Regions from separate parts of the Mus musculus genome. Here all the other regions are linked to region 3. Evidence: chromatin contacts called from public HiChIP or PLAC-seq, capture Hi-C and promoter capture Hi-C data. All regions are on one chromosome and are shown on one strand. The core of a region is the stretch at or near the end of the contact, and the rest is flanking DNA. Distances in the headings are between cores, read along the strand shown. Region 1 holds the start of Kctd7 (potassium channel tetramerisation domain containing 7). Region 2 holds the start of Glt1d1 (glycosyltransferase 1 domain containing 1). Region 3 holds the start of Ran (RAN, member RAS oncogene family). Region 4 overlaps Tyw1 (tRNA-yW synthesizing protein 1 homolog (S. cerevisiae)). Region 5 holds the start of Tpst1 (protein-tyrosine sulfotransferase 1).

Region 1 (2,700 bases), core at 62-2,561, 1.1 Mb before region 3:
TCCTGTCACTCAAACCACAACTTCTGCCCAATGACAGTGCACAAAAAAAAGTGTCACCGCCGTGTTGGCCCTTTTCCCTGACTGCAGAGTTATGTCTAGAATTTTGCTTATGTTCACAAGTTTCCCACGATGCTGGCAATTCGGGGATTCTAACCCTACCACAATACTGTCAGCTGCCGGAGAGCCTCACTCAAGCCAGCCCCCTCAGATTGTCGAGTCTCCACATCTGTATCCATCTTCCTATCCATCTCTACATCTGTATTCATCTTCCTATCCATCTCCAGGGTCAGTTCAGGTGCAAAGTGTCACACACAGGAAGGGCTACTAACGAAGCCACTCCATAGCACAATACAGCAACTGATAAATGAAGCCCCTAATCCCTCCATCATCTCTGCTCTGAGTTCAACTCACCATTGCCCTCCTATTTCCCGAATTTATCTCCTGCATGTCCTTGCTCTCGCTGCTTTCTTGACCCCAAATCCTCTACCGTTCACTCTTGTCCATCTAGCAAATAAAATTACCCCATGTGGTAATGGAGATTGTTCACTGCATAACGGCACCTGGATGAGAATTGGTCCACTCAGGTGTGTCCTTTTCTTAAATCATACCAAGGCACCAGATAGGTTAACTGCAGGTAGTTTCTAATGCCACTCCCCCGGCAGCTGGAGGATACACCTGGATAACCCAGGTCCTCCTTTGGATTGTATGGAACATGCTATGTGTTGAGTCCTCGTCTAGTTGATAAAGGTGACATGAAATACAGGAATGGAACTGACATCTGGTAGTACGGGAAGAAGGGACTTGGAGTGCAGGTGACTCGGGGCAGGGAGGATACACCTAGTGTAGGAGTGGCATCAGGGGTGGATAGCTCCTTGGGAGGCTCTCCGCCCAAGGTCAGCTCTGCAAGCACCAGTCTCTCCCTCGCTTCCCATCAGCCCTCCCTTCCCCCATCGCTCGATCCAGGTACCTCCTGGGGCAGCAGGGGCAGCCCGTGCCCCGCTTGCGTGGCCGTAGGAGTGGCCGGCTCCAGGAAGTCGTCTTCGGCTTCGGAGCTGGACATGGCACCGTCCGAGTGACGGCTGTCTGGCTCCCGCCCGGTGACTACCACCATCCCTCTGGCTCTGGGCGGTGGGCGCGGCTTCGGGTAGGCGGGTGGGCGGAGGCCTGAAGAACTAAAGCCAAGCAGTGCCTGACATGACGAGATGGGCCGCCGGCGGGCGCTAGACGCCGAGGACCTGCAAGCAGTTAGGATGTCCTGTGCTGCCCTCCAACAGTCTAACGACCAACGCGCCTACAGTTAGTCGCTGGTCTGACCTGGCTGCCTCCAGCCATTGGCCGAATCTTCGCTGGCTCCGCCCTGATTGTCAGGAGGTTCGCCCAATCACAGAACAAACAATTCGGCCTTAAGCCGTAGTGGCTACAGGCCTACCCAATTCTGATTGGCTCTTGGCTGACAAGCGCGAGCGACGCCTGTCTGCTCCAGGGTTTGGCCGAGGGGAGGTGATCGCCCACTGACGACCTCGATCAGCAACCACCGCGTGGACCCTGCGCTGCAAATCGGAACCAGGCGCTTCTTGCTATTGGCCGAGGTTTCATGAACTCCTGCTATGATTGGCAAGAGCATTGTCCAATTATAGGGTAAACACGTCTGGTTGGGTTTGTTCCATTCTGATTGGCTATCTAACTAACGGGAGCGCTACCTCCCTTGGTCCAGGCCACTTATCTAGGGAAGCGGCTCTCTGCGCATAGCAACCACAGCGCAGGTAGCATCTCTGGCCTCACCCGGTCGCCTCCTACTACTGGCAGTGTCCGATTAGCTCCGCTATGACGGTTAAAGGTCTGATCCAACCATCGAGGTCTCAAACTAGAGTGACAACTGACAACGGCTTGCCGATCAGTCCCATTCTTATAGGCCACCTAAAGGGCACGCGTTCTGCACTTCCGACGTTCAACGACAGCGCTGGTCCCCCGGCGCGGTTCCCGAAAGGACAGACCACCCAATTGCTCCTGCTATTGGCTGTGTCCTCGCTGGCCTCCGCCCCTGATTGGCAGGAAGCCCGCTCATAGGGGCAGCACCGTGGTCCTGCTTTCATTGGCTTTCTGACTAGCAGGCGCGAAGCTCCAGGCCACTCCACTTTATCATCCCGGTCCATGTGTCCTGGGAAAGGGCCCAGGACTGGCTGGTTTGTCTCCATAGCAGCGGGCCAGTGAAAAAAGGCCTAAGCAGGCTGTCCTTGAGGATGTGTTGTGGAGGGCTGAGGGCACCTGCTGTGTAATAGAAATTGAGCACTGCAACACCAATGGCTGGCAAGGACATGGCTGCTGTGCTAGCGCTTTTTCCGTGGACTCACACAGGAAGGAAAACCTTGGTTGCAAATACCTTTAATTGCAGCGACTTGAGAGGTTAGAAGGATTTCTGAGAATTCAACTCTTGTCTCTAGTATAATAAATAATAATAATAAATAATAACGGAACTGAGTATGGTGACTCACGCTGCAATATCAGTACTTGGAAGTCAAGGCCAGCTTCAGCTTCATAACATTGTGAGTCCAAATTGGGTTACATGAGACTGCTAAAAACAAACGCTAAAAATGAAAAAAATTAAATAACCACAGATGAGAAAAGAGAAAACCCCACTCCCAAACAGGGCTCCTCTTCTCCATCTGACCTGCCCACACATGCGTACGCGCAAAGCTGTGG
Region 2 (2,700 bases), core at 190-2,689, 1.4 Mb after region 3:
GGGACCTGTGGGTGCTTTCCCTCTGATCTTAGCTTACAAGCTACTTCTGCCGAGAGCCCAGCCTGGACCTTATCACTTGAAGGAGCCCCTCCAACGCAAAGGTTATATTGTTTTGGTATTGCTTTGCTTTGGAGATAGGCTCTCAAGTAGCTGGAAGTTGACAGTAGCAGAGGATGCCCTTGAACTTCTAATGGTCCTGCCTTCAGCTCCCAAAGGCTGGGGTTATCAGCATGTGGTCATGTACAACCGCACCTCCTGGGTTTATGCACTGCTGGGAACGGAACCCAGGGATTCACCTATGCTTGCCTGGCACTCTATCAAATTGGCCACACCCCAGCATGGTTTTATTTGCTCCATGGTCCCAATCGCCCTGGAATGATTTACCCCTGTGTTTACTCTCCTTGTAAATGACTTGCACTTTTCTACTGGAAAGAGCTCAGTCCACAGAGAGCCCGAAGAGTGACTGAATTAGAGGGAGGGGAATCTCACACAATCACAACACTATCACCACTCCGGGGAAACTTCAGGTATGCATCTGCCCGCCTTTGGTTGTTCACTGTGATCTTGAGAGGAACTGTAACATTTTTTTTAGCTTGAAGACTCAACGGCTCTTTCCCATGATGAGGAAACATACCCACTGGGGGCGGGGGGGGGGGGGGAGCCATTGGGAAATGTCTTGAAGCAAGTGGAAGGGGAGGGAGAGAGCGCGCGCGGGGGGCGGGGGGGAGCGAGCAAGTGAGCACGGGCACGTAAGTGTCTGCTTTTCCAATGATTCAGACCAGCCCGGTTTGATCCAGGCAACCAGATGGCCAGAGGTGAATGGACCCGCCTTCCCTGCCTTGTCCTGGCTCCAGGCTTCCGTCCCAGGTAAACATACAAAGCAAAAAGAGGCCTAATTAAATAAAATAAGCTGAGCGTTCAGAAGAGAACCAGGTAGGAAGTGCGGGCGCGGGGGAGGGAATGGCAGCAGCCACGGAACTCGGACCCTGAATCTCCGCACGTGCTGGAGCATCCGATGCACCGGGACTCTGCGTCTTTCCAGCCACGTGGGTCCCCGCTTCTCATCCCAGGCCACTCTGCCCAAAGCTCAAGTCTGCAGCGAGGCCTTTGCTGAGCCTCTGGTTTCCCCCACCACCACCCCGCGTCCCAGCGCTGGCCCAGGCGGCCTCTTTGCGGCATCCTAGGGCACTCACAATAGCCAGACAGGGCAGCAGGCAGCTGGAATCAGAGCTGCAGCCCCTCGCGCCCGCACCTGCGCCTACAACCCGGCCGTTTGTGCACGCGCGGCTCCGGCGCCCGGCCCAGTCCGGCATCCCCACGCGAGGGATGCTCAGGTCCCCGCAACATACCGTAGGCGCCCAGCTGTGACCGCGTTGCCAGTGTGAGGCCTCAGTACTGCCAGGAACAGGAGCCGCATGTCGTCGCTACCGCCAAGAACTGGGCCACCAGGCCCGGGCGGAGGGGTAGGGGTGGATTCGGTCCCGCCTGCTGTTCCAAGGCGGAGCCCGCAGGTTCAGGGGTAGGGAGGGGAGGGGAGGAGGGAGGGAAGGCAGGGAGGGCAGGGGAGGGGACACGAAGGGAAGGGAAGGGAGAAGGGAGATCTGGGGGCCCCGAGGGGACCTGAGGAGACTAGCGGGTGGGGGTGGGGGTGGGGGTCACGAGACCAGGTGTCAGACAGCCACGAGCTCAGAAAGATGGGAGGTGGGGGGAGGTTGTCCACTCTTCAGGCACCAAGAACATAGGTTGTCCTGTGACTTCCCCTCGTAAAGATCATGAGTTGGGCTCCTACATGCAACATAGTGGCTGATACAGAGACTGCTCCCCCAGAGACTAGGACCAGGTGAGGTGTAGGTACAAGACCACATGTGGAGAGGGGACTTGAGCTTCACTTTGCATTGAGAGGACCCTAGACCCTAAGGATGCCCTGGACTCTATGTATGTAGGCAGTCCGTCCTTTTGTAGACTCTGGCTTCCCCAAACTAAGTTCTGTGAACTTCCAGAGAAAGAGTATGGAGAACCAAAATAGAGAAGGCTGTTATGGAGCTGGCTGGGTTCAGGGATGTAGGTTTGCAATTCCAGGAATACAGAGACTGAGGCAGGAGGATTGCTGTAAGTTGAAGACCAGCCACAAGATTCTGAGGAAAGGAGGGGAAGTGGGGGGGGGGGGGCACCCAGCAGCCCTGGATTTCTTGCTTGCTAGACTCTTCTTCCAAGCGTTAAGCCACATCCACATCCGCAGCCTCAGGCAGTTTTTGAGGAGTGTGGTGTAAGGCTAGGAAGTCAGGTTTGTGCAGAGCCCAGGGCTCAGAGCCTCCTGCACTAAATACACCTGAGCAGGAAGGGTGGGAAGAGACAGTCTTGTGACAGCGTGACATTTGGGTGAATTCATGGCGTTTTACAAAGACATGTGCATTATTTAAAGCCCATCAATATTATAGAACCAATATTCTAAGCATAGCCCCGGAAATTAATCTCTTCCCATCCCTGAAAACTCCCTAACAACTTCAAAGAAGAAAGAGTAGGTGCCTGGGTCCCTTGAGTAGCCTTCTCCCAGTCCAGCTTCGTAACACACTGGTCTCTGATTGTCAATGGACAAAGCCTGCCTCTGCAGGGGAACACTGGACCCACTCTCCTACCTATTCACAGGGGGGAAGCAAGGGAAGGTTGGTTGGTTTGTTTGATTGTTTGATTGTTTTTTTT
Region 3 (2,700 bases), core at 2-2,501:
AGAGGGCCTGGCTCCAGGAGGGGCTAGAGGTTTAGTATCTTGGGGCAAATGCTCACTACTTATTTTAATGATGGGAATAATCACGGGTAAGCTACTGCGTGTAGCCCTTAATTCAAGTTTCGAAAACCAAAAAGTGACCCGGGAGCTTTCCCAATAGCTTAGTCTCCTACTAAGTTCTGAAGCCACACAGTTTGCCCCAAATCAATGCCTAGCATGACACAGCATATGATCAAACGACACCACGGACGATTCTTATAAAAGAAAAAAAAAATCTCCTATCCACTCCAACCAGGTCGCCTCCCTCCAAGAGATTTCTGTCCCCTCTCCTTAGTCACCCGGCAACGGCTGGCTCTCCGGCTCATACCCCAAGCACATGTCCGAGGGCCTGGGCCCACTTCCGCAAGGCCCCCCTCACCTTGGATGTAGTAGCCATCGCGCAGGCCCCCGAACTTCTCCTGGCCGGCCGTGTCCCACACGTTGAACTTGATGGGTCCTCTGTTGGTATGGAAGACGAGCGGGTGCACCTCCACGCCCAGGGTGGCTGCGGGGAACAGGGCGGCAGAAGGGGTCAGCCGTGCACTGCCCGCCGCCTTCCCCCGGAGGCCTCGCTGCCGTGAAGCACCCCCGGCCGCACCTACCTACATACTTCTTCTCAAACTCGCCCGTCAAGTGGCGCTTCACGAAGGTTGTCTTCCCGGTGCCGCCGTCGCCCACCAGGACGAGCTAGATTCAAGAGACGAGGCGGCGGCGTGAGCGGTCCCCGCCATGCCGTCCCCTCCCGACCTCCCCGCTCGCTCGCCCTCCGAGGGCCCCCGTGCGGCCGCACACGCACCTTGAACTGGACCTGCGGCTCTCCCTGGGCGGCCATCGCGGCGGATCCTGCGGGGAGAGAGAGCGGCTGCGGCACGTGCGCCCCACAAAGGCCGCGGCCGGGAAGAGCGCGCGGGAAGGCGGGGACGCGGCGTGAGACGGTGGGGGGAAGGGAAGCGGGCTGAAAAAGCCCAGGGCGCTGCCCGTCCGCCTCGCCTCGCCTCGTCGCCAGCGCCGCCCCGCGCCCACCCGAAGGACACCCAAACCCTCCGGTCACCGCCCGCGCCCGCGCCCGCACCCTCCCGGCCTCGACGCTACCTTCCAGAAGAGTCTCCGCGCCTGTCCGACTGGAGCTGGAAAGATGGCGGAAGCGCGATTCAAATGCCGGAGACGCAGCGGACGCCGGCGCGCGGAGGGGGGGAGGAGCCGGGAGAGGGCGGAGCAACGGCGCCGCGCCCAACCACGCGGCGCGCGTGCACGCGCACGTCCGCTGGAGCCGTCCGACTCGGCCGGGGGCCCTCGGAGCGCCCAGGGCGGGAGAGGGGCGGCGGGTCACGTGGGCCGGCCGAGCGGGGACGCGCACGCACGCGGACCGTGAAGGGCCCGCGGGAGCCGGCGCTGAGCGCGGGCTGCCACGCGCATGCGCTGGCTGCGGGAGGCCGCGCGTTACGCGGGCGGCGGCCTAGCCAGGGGCCTCGTGGGCGGGAAAGGCGGGTGCTGCTTCTCGGTCGCTCGCTGCCGCTCAGCGGGCACCGCCCGACCTTCGTCCCCAAGTCCTGTGTCCACAGGCACCGGGGATCTCGCGGGCGGGCGATCGCTAAGTGTGCGCGGCCGCCGTCTGCAGAATGAATGGAGGGAATGAATGAGGGTGCGCGCGCCCGAGGCCCGGCTTGCGTCAGCCATGCGTGCCCGGCATGGACACGGCCTGGCCTTCCTGGGAGGATGGGACCGGATGCAGTTAGTCCAGGCGTTCAGCATCCCAGGGCCCTTCCTCTGTTGCGTGGTCTGAGTAATCTGTCTCGCAGAAGATACCCTACCCTGGCTCCCTCCTGAGCAGCAATTGACCAGCAAATACAGATGCTGCTGGGGAAATGGAAAATGTATCTCTGATGACCAGAGCTTGGGGGCCCTGCTGTTACTTTGTACTATGCAATCTAAAAGGAGCCAGCACAGGCCTTAGGGTTCCAAGGCTAGCCTGGGCAACTTAGGTAGAAGACAGGTGGGAAAGTGTGCACAAAAACTATAACATAACGTTAACATAGTATGTTTAATGGAACGTCAGTTACATATTTATATAAATACAAAGTTACTATATTTTGGAGTATATGTAACAAGTCGGCTACAAGGGGCTATGCTGTGAGCTGTATTCAATAGAGGATATAACAGGAGGTGGAGATCAAACAGAGTTTAGGAGAAAAACGGTCAACCCGCCTAGTTCCAGTTTGGTAGATTGTTGATACAATGTAGCACCTGGTGCTGGGTGGTGACATCACCAGTGACCCTCTCCCCGAGAAAACTTATCATGAACTTACTTGTCCTGGCAACCAGCCTGCCGAACCGCATCATCTGGTGGCCTGGTTTGTGTTACTAACTGGCCCACGCTTAGAACTTACAAAGAACCTCATCCTAAGAAGCCGAGGGAAACAAGAGAATACACTCAAGCGGGCATAGGCGCAGCTCTCCCTGCAAGCACTGTCTGGACTGCCCACTGCTGCCTGGTTTACAGCATTTTCTTTGCCATCCAACGTGAACTGCAAACCTATTCTTAGCCTGAACTTTAAAACTTAACATGTATGAGTACTGGGGGTGTGGGTGTTGGTCGGGAGACAGCTATAGACAGGCTATTTGTACAGCCTTGGGGGGAAAGTTGCTGTTGCGGAAGGGATTGTA
Region 4 (2,700 bases), core at 41-2,540, 1.3 Mb before region 3:
TGGGTCAGTTTGTGCTGCTGGTGATGGATTCCCTGGCCTTTCACAATCCTGGGCAGGCACTCCACCACTGCCTCACTTCAAAGCACCTTTACAGTGTTTTTGTTTGAGTATTCTTTGCTGCTTTTTAATCATTATTTTGTGTTACATGCATGTGTGTGTGTGTGTGTGTGTGTGTGCACGCACACACACACACACACACACACACACACACACGACAAGCCTGGAACCCAGGTCATGGAGTTTGGTGGCAAGTTCCTTTACGTTCTGAGGCATCTTACTAGCCCTGACTGATTAGTAATAATTTTTAAAAATATAAATCATGTGGGGCAATGGTGGCGCACGCCTTTAATCCCAGCACTTGGGAGGCAGAGGCAGGCAGATTTCTGAGTTCAAGGTCAGCCTGGTCTAGAGAGTGAGTTCCAAGACAGCCAGGACTACACAGAGAAACCCTGTCTCAGGAAAAAAAAAATCATCTTACCTCTCTGGCATCAAAGTGATCCCTGTGAAAAGGCATCACAGAGTCCGTCCGTTTGGAGAGATGGCTCAGTGGTTAAGGGCCCTGACTGCTTTTCCAGAAGACCTGAGTTCAGTCCCCACCCACATGGCAGCTGCCAACTGTGTCTATTGTTGGTTCTAGGGGATCCGGTGCCCTCTCCTGGGCCCGATGGGTGGGAGCTGCACCCACACCGTGCACAAACCTACTTACAGGCCACATAAGCAAACAAACCTCACAAAGTGACAAAAACTAATCCCTCAGCAAACTTGCCCTGTGCCTACAGGCTGGACAATGCTGGGGGAAGAAAACCGCAGGCAGGCACACGGGGAAGTGTGGGCTACAGGGTAGCTGGATGGGACAGCACTTCCCAGCAGGCCTGGGGCCACCAAGATGCTGCTTTGAGTAACAGTGCCTGCAGCCTGGGCTCTATCTCCTGGATCCACTTGGTGACGGAGGGAACTAACTTCTACAAGGTGTCACCTGACCTCTACACATGCTCTGCAGCATGTGTGCACATGTACAAACACACACACGTAAGAAATTTTTTTTTTTTAAATTTTGGGCAGAGACTTGTTTGCTTCTAGATAACAAAATAGTAATGTGTCACAAAAACTGTCACCCAACAATGGGCCATATGTGTGGCAGTGGCCCCATGGTCCCATATTGCCTGTGACATCACAGCCCTCTCCGTTTCTTTCAGCATACCCGCTGATGCCCACCTAGCACTGGAGCAGCCTGAACACGTCACTGCTCAGAACAGATTCTGAGGTTAAGTGCCATGTGCCTGTGACTCATTTCTGCAAACAAGTATAATGAAGTGACTTCAATTCAGCGCTGTGTAAAGGGCCAACCGTCAGCACATAGAAACAATCCCAGCCTCAGCTCTACCGCTCTGTCAGGCTTACTCCAGATGTTACTGTGCAATAGGGAGGGATGAGCACAGCTGTGACCCCAAACCCTCAAAGGAGAGGCAGACAGACTGACAGAGTGCTTCCATAGCACTTAGAGCCCTGGGTTCCGCCTCAGCACTGGATGCACACAGCCTGGGGATGCATACCTATATTCCCAGCACTCTGAAGGTGGAGGCCGGAACACCACAAGTTCAAGGTCACCCTCAATCAAGCAGGTGCCAATCAATGTCACCTGAGCTACATGAGACCCTGTCTCAAAATTAATCAATCAAATTTTAAAATTGGCAGCAGGTGACATTTAGCTGGTGAGACACTTAGCTGACGATCTCGGGCTCCTCTGTAACTCAGGCTCAGAACCTCATCTCTGACAGAGACGAACTTACTGCCTCTCAAAGGAACTCATTTCATCTTCACATAAAATCTAATCAGAACTGCCATTAACTTGGCTCTGTGACCTTCAGAAAATTTAAAACCTGTCTTCAATAGAAGATGAATGCAGAGGATGAGAGATGGGTCAGCTGCTCCAGGAGAGCGCCTGGGTCCAGTCCCTAGCATCCACTTGGTAGCTTACAATGGTCTGCAACTCCAGCTGTAGGGAACCCACACCCTCTTCTGGCCTCCACAGGCACTGCAGGCATGTGCTACACAAATACACTAGCAGGCAAAAGACTCATACACATACATTTTAAAAAAATAAATAAATGAATAAATGCTTTAAAAAAACCAAAAGAAGTTAAATGTAACTCATAGAAGCCACTGGGGTTAGAAAATTAATGTGAAGCACCCCCATCCTCCCCAGAAATGGACCGGTCCAATTACAGCAACCCCAGGGTACCGACATTACAGAGTTCGCCCGCTGTGCCTAAAAGATTTAGGGAGAAGTAGCCACAGTAGGCTGCCTCTGTCGTGGAACAACTGCGCAAACATTAAGGGAACGTAAAGCTGGAAGAGTGGATGGGAAAAGTCACCTATGCTGGTGGGAGGCAGAACACAAGCAACAGTAAGCCACTGAGAAATCGCCAGCAAACTGGGAAACAAAGTGCAGGGGTGCGGAAGAGATGTGAGGAGATCACATCCCGGAAGGAAAACGGCAGAGGCTTCTAAGTGACTGAAAGGGGCTGGGGAGACTGTTCCGTGGTTAAAGTGCTTGCTGGGCAAACATGAGGACCAGAGTTTGACTCCCTAGTTCTAATCCCTATAAACGCTGCATGAGTATGGCTGCCCACCTGAATTCCAGCCTGACTAACCCGCCAGCGCGCGCTCTCTCTCTCTCTCTCTCTCTCTCTCTCTCTC
Region 5 (2,700 bases), core at 138-2,637, 1.1 Mb before region 3:
TCCAGCGCTGTTTAAAGCACGGCACTCAATTTGCATAGTGGTCCATACTTGTCATCCCAACAACTGGGAGGCTGAGGCAGAACTGCTTTGAGTTCAAGACTATAGTCAGCGCTGGCCAGTCTAGAACGAGTTTGTGGCCCTGACTCATGTGAGAGTGCGGGGTGGCTGGAGTCCAGCGCTCAGGGATTTAGAGCACTTGCTGCTCTTGCAGAGGACTGGAGTTCAATTGCCAGTACCCACGCGGTGACTCCCACCCACCTCTAACTCCAGCTCCCAGGTACCCAGCGCCCTCTTCTGGCCTCCTCAGGCACTTAAGCGCACGCATCGTGCACATACATACATGCATGCATTATATATATATATATTAATAGTAATAATTATAATTATGGAACTGGCATAAGGAGCATGGTAAATGTCCCAAGTGTCAAGTGTCAAGAGAGGACGAAAAGGAAAAGGTGGCGGCTGATTAAAGCCAGAGGAGGTGAACAGGATATAAAAGGGTCTCCAAATTAAAAGGGTATGCACCATTCCATGAAGGGAGTCAGCAACTGACATGGAAAAAGGGACTCACGGTGGCCCACGCCTGTCATCCCTTGTTGAGACGAGACGACCACCACCAGCCTGATCTACATGATGAACCTGAGGCCAACCTGGGCTAGATGGTGATTCTGAGGTCAGCCTGGGATACAAAGTTAAGTTTGAGGCCAGCTTAGGCTATACACAGGGAGTTCGAAGACGATGTGGGCTACAGGCTAAATCGAGTTCAAAGCCAGCAAGGGTTACTCTGAATTCATAGCCAGCCTGGGGTAAACAGTGAGATGTCTCATGGGGATGGGGGTGGGGGAATCCTCAAAAAAACGGGATGACGGTCTCCATCAAGGCTAGGGATATCACAGTGAGCGTGCGTGCGCAGGTGAGTCGGGATCCGGTGAGTGGAGAGCCGAATGCCTGCTGGGCAGACATGGCAGTAGCGACCGGGACTGCTAGGCGAAAGGAGCGGGAGGCGCCGGGCGGCCCGGGGGATGGGGGAAGGGGCAGGCGGGATGAAGGATGGAGGCGTCCCGGGCTCGGCGCCCGGAGAGCGGCGCCGCTTACCTACGATGGCGGAGGCGCAGCCGTGCCGTCGCTCCGGCATCTTGGGCTTCGGCCGCTTCTCCGGCCGCCCTAGTTGGTGGCCATAGCGCCCGCCCCGGGAGCGCGTCCTCACCGCCAGGCGACGGCCCTGCCCGGCCCCGCCGAGAAGCGCACCCGCGGCCGCCTCAGCAGCGACTGGCCGCGGTCGCCGCCTCAGCTCCTGCCTCCCGCCGCCGCGTGGCCGCGGGATCTCACGCACGCCGCCATAGGCTACCCGCAGCCGGGCCGCGCGATGTGTCCGCCTCTCTGATTTGTCGGTTCCGGGGGGAGGCGGGGCTTGAGAGAGAGCCCGCGGGGCAGCCAGGAGCTGCGGGGTGGGGTCTGACATCCGGGGCCAGCGTTTGTCGAACTCGCAAAAAGGGCTTATACCCTGCTGCTGCCTACACGGGCAGTTTGTGGCTGGAGTAACAGAGCCGGTGGCCTAACTGGAGGGGAGCCAGGACTTGTTCCGGGACCCTCACATGTCCAAGAAGACCTTCATCCCTGAAACAGGGCAGGGACAAACAAAAAATAGTGTTCCTAAAAAGTCCCCTGCACTGCCTGGCCATTGCTTGACGCAGCTGTCAAGCACACAAGTCAATTTGCACAGTATTCCGTACCACAGAAAAGTATTAGTGAGGGCTGAGGATGGAGCTCAGTCGGGAGAGTAGGCGTGAAGCCTTGGGTTCCATCCCCAGCATCAACTGGATATGGTGGTACATAGCTCGAATCCCAATACTGAGGTCATACAAGGCAAGAGGATCAGAACTTCAAGGCCGTCCTTGGCTACAAGGGGGAGTTTAAGGACACTCTGGACAGCATGAGTCCCTGTCTGAAAATAAAGATGTATAAATGAAAGAAGGTGCGATGACTTAACCACTATAATATCTCAGAGGGCTGTGGCAGGAGGATTGCCAGGAGTTTGAAACCATTCTAGGTTGCTTCGTGAGTTCCAGGCCAAAATGTATTACAGGACAAAATCCTTTCTCAACCTCCCTTTGCACCCTGCCCTGAAGCCAGGCAAGGTGATTCATAGCTATTATCCTGAGACTCGAGAGGCCAAGGCAGGACAGAATTCAAGAGCTATCTGGGCTGCAGAGCAACATCCTGTCTCGGAGTTTAAATTTTTTAAAAAAGAAAGGTTGGGGATGGAACTCAGCTGCTAGAATGCCTGACCCAGAGCGTCACTTAGCACCATAGAAGCCAGAAAGAGTGACACGTGCTTATTAACCCAGCACAAGCCAGTCTCTGGCATGAGCACCTGGAATTGAAGTTGAGCCTCAGCTTCACGGTGGGTGAATCTGGGGCCCGTCTGTGCTGCAGGAAGTTCTATTGCAGAGGAAAGAAAAAAAAAGAAGGAAGTGGGGAGCATGCTCACAATCTCAGGACTTAGGAGGGGGAGCCAGGAGGTCAGCAGTTCAGGGTCACTCTTGTCTATGTACTGAGTTTGAGGCAAGTCTGAGTTACACATACATACATACATACATACATACATACATACATACACACAGGCATACATAAGTAGAACCATTCCACGAGAGAAGGGAGAACTACGAAGAGGGGAGAGAGAATTGAGAGGGAGAGAGG

The links. Promoter capture Hi-C pulls out the DNA fragments that hold promoters and counts their contacts. HiChIP or PLAC-seq counts read pairs in DNA pulled down with a chosen protein or histone mark. Capture Hi-C pulls out chosen DNA fragments and counts their contacts.
Region 1: a promoter capture Hi-C map of liver shows a contact between it and region 3, with 3 times the contacts expected there. The contact joins the promoter of Kctd7 here to the promoter of Ran in region 3. A contact is called at or near these places in 2 of 39 promoter capture datasets (hippocampal neurons and pre-B cells), 1 of 484 Hi-C or Micro-C datasets (regulatory T cells), 2 of 115 datasets of contacts at active chromatin or transcription factors (embryonic stem cells and large pre-B cells) and 1 of 9 other capture datasets (liver).
Region 2: a promoter capture Hi-C map of trophoblast stem cells shows a contact between it and region 3, with 5 times the contacts expected there. The contact joins the promoter of Glt1d1 here to the promoter of Ran in region 3. A contact is called at or near these places in 4 of 39 promoter capture datasets (the C10 cell line, hippocampal neurons, pre-B cells and 1 more), 1 of 484 Hi-C or Micro-C datasets (myeloid progenitors), 1 of 115 datasets of contacts at active chromatin or transcription factors (embryonic stem cells) and 1 of 9 other capture datasets (liver).
Region 4: a contact with region 3 is called in a FOXA1 HiChIP or PLAC-seq map of pancreatic cancer cells. The contact joins the enhancer-like site here to the promoter of Ran in region 3. A contact is called at or near these places in 1 of 39 promoter capture datasets (pre-B cells), 3 of 484 Hi-C or Micro-C datasets (CD4 T cells, the G1E-ER4 cell line and regulatory T cells), 3 of 115 datasets of contacts at active chromatin or transcription factors (bone marrow-derived macrophages, large pre-B cells and pancreatic cancer cells) and 1 of 9 other capture datasets (adipose tissue).
Region 5: a contact with region 3 is called in a capture Hi-C map of macrophages, with 4 times the contacts expected there. The contact joins the promoter of Tpst1 here to the promoter of Ran in region 3. A contact is called at or near these places in 1 of 39 promoter capture datasets (pre-B cells), 1 of 484 Hi-C or Micro-C datasets (CD4 T cells), 2 of 115 datasets of contacts at active chromatin or transcription factors (embryonic stem cells and stem cell-derived neural progenitor cells) and 1 of 9 other capture datasets (macrophages).

The regions. Positions count from the first base shown.
Region 1 is chr5:130,143,494-130,146,193 of GRCm38.p6, reverse strand. It overlaps Kctd7 (potassium channel tetramerisation domain containing 7), which reads right to left and starts at 1,311. Exons shown (of 4, transcript NM_172509.4): 1 at 968-1,311. The coding sequence starts at 1,111.
Region 2 is chr5:127,631,001-127,633,700 of GRCm38.p6, reverse strand. It overlaps Glt1d1 (glycosyltransferase 1 domain containing 1), which reads right to left and starts at 1,439. Exons shown (of 12, transcript NM_177005.4): 1 at 1,350-1,439. The coding sequence starts at 1,417. It also overlaps a transcript of Slc15a4 not described here.
Region 3 is chr5:129,018,707-129,021,406 of GRCm38.p6, reverse strand. It overlaps Ran (RAN, member RAS oncogene family), which reads right to left and starts at 1,251. Exons shown (of 7, transcript NM_009391.3): 1 at 1,129-1,251; 2 at 833-879; 3 at 639-723; 4 at 416-541. The coding sequence starts at 868.
Region 4 is chr5:130,271,856-130,274,555 of GRCm38.p6, reverse strand. All of the region lies in intron 6 of Tyw1 (tRNA-yW synthesizing protein 1 homolog (S. cerevisiae)), which reads right to left. Among named protein-coding and RNA genes, the nearest start is that of Tyw1, 16 kb to the right of the region's middle. Within about 2 kb of position 1,290, at least 14 of the 459 cell types and tissues checked have an H3K27ac peak or open chromatin away from gene starts, as enhancers often do. A contact at or near this core is called in pancreatic cancer cells, where this site is marked.
Region 5 is chr5:130,078,057-130,080,756 of GRCm38.p6, reverse strand. Tpst1 (protein-tyrosine sulfotransferase 1) reads right to left here and starts at 1,387. Exons shown (of 6, transcript NM_001130476.2): 1 at 1,096-1,387.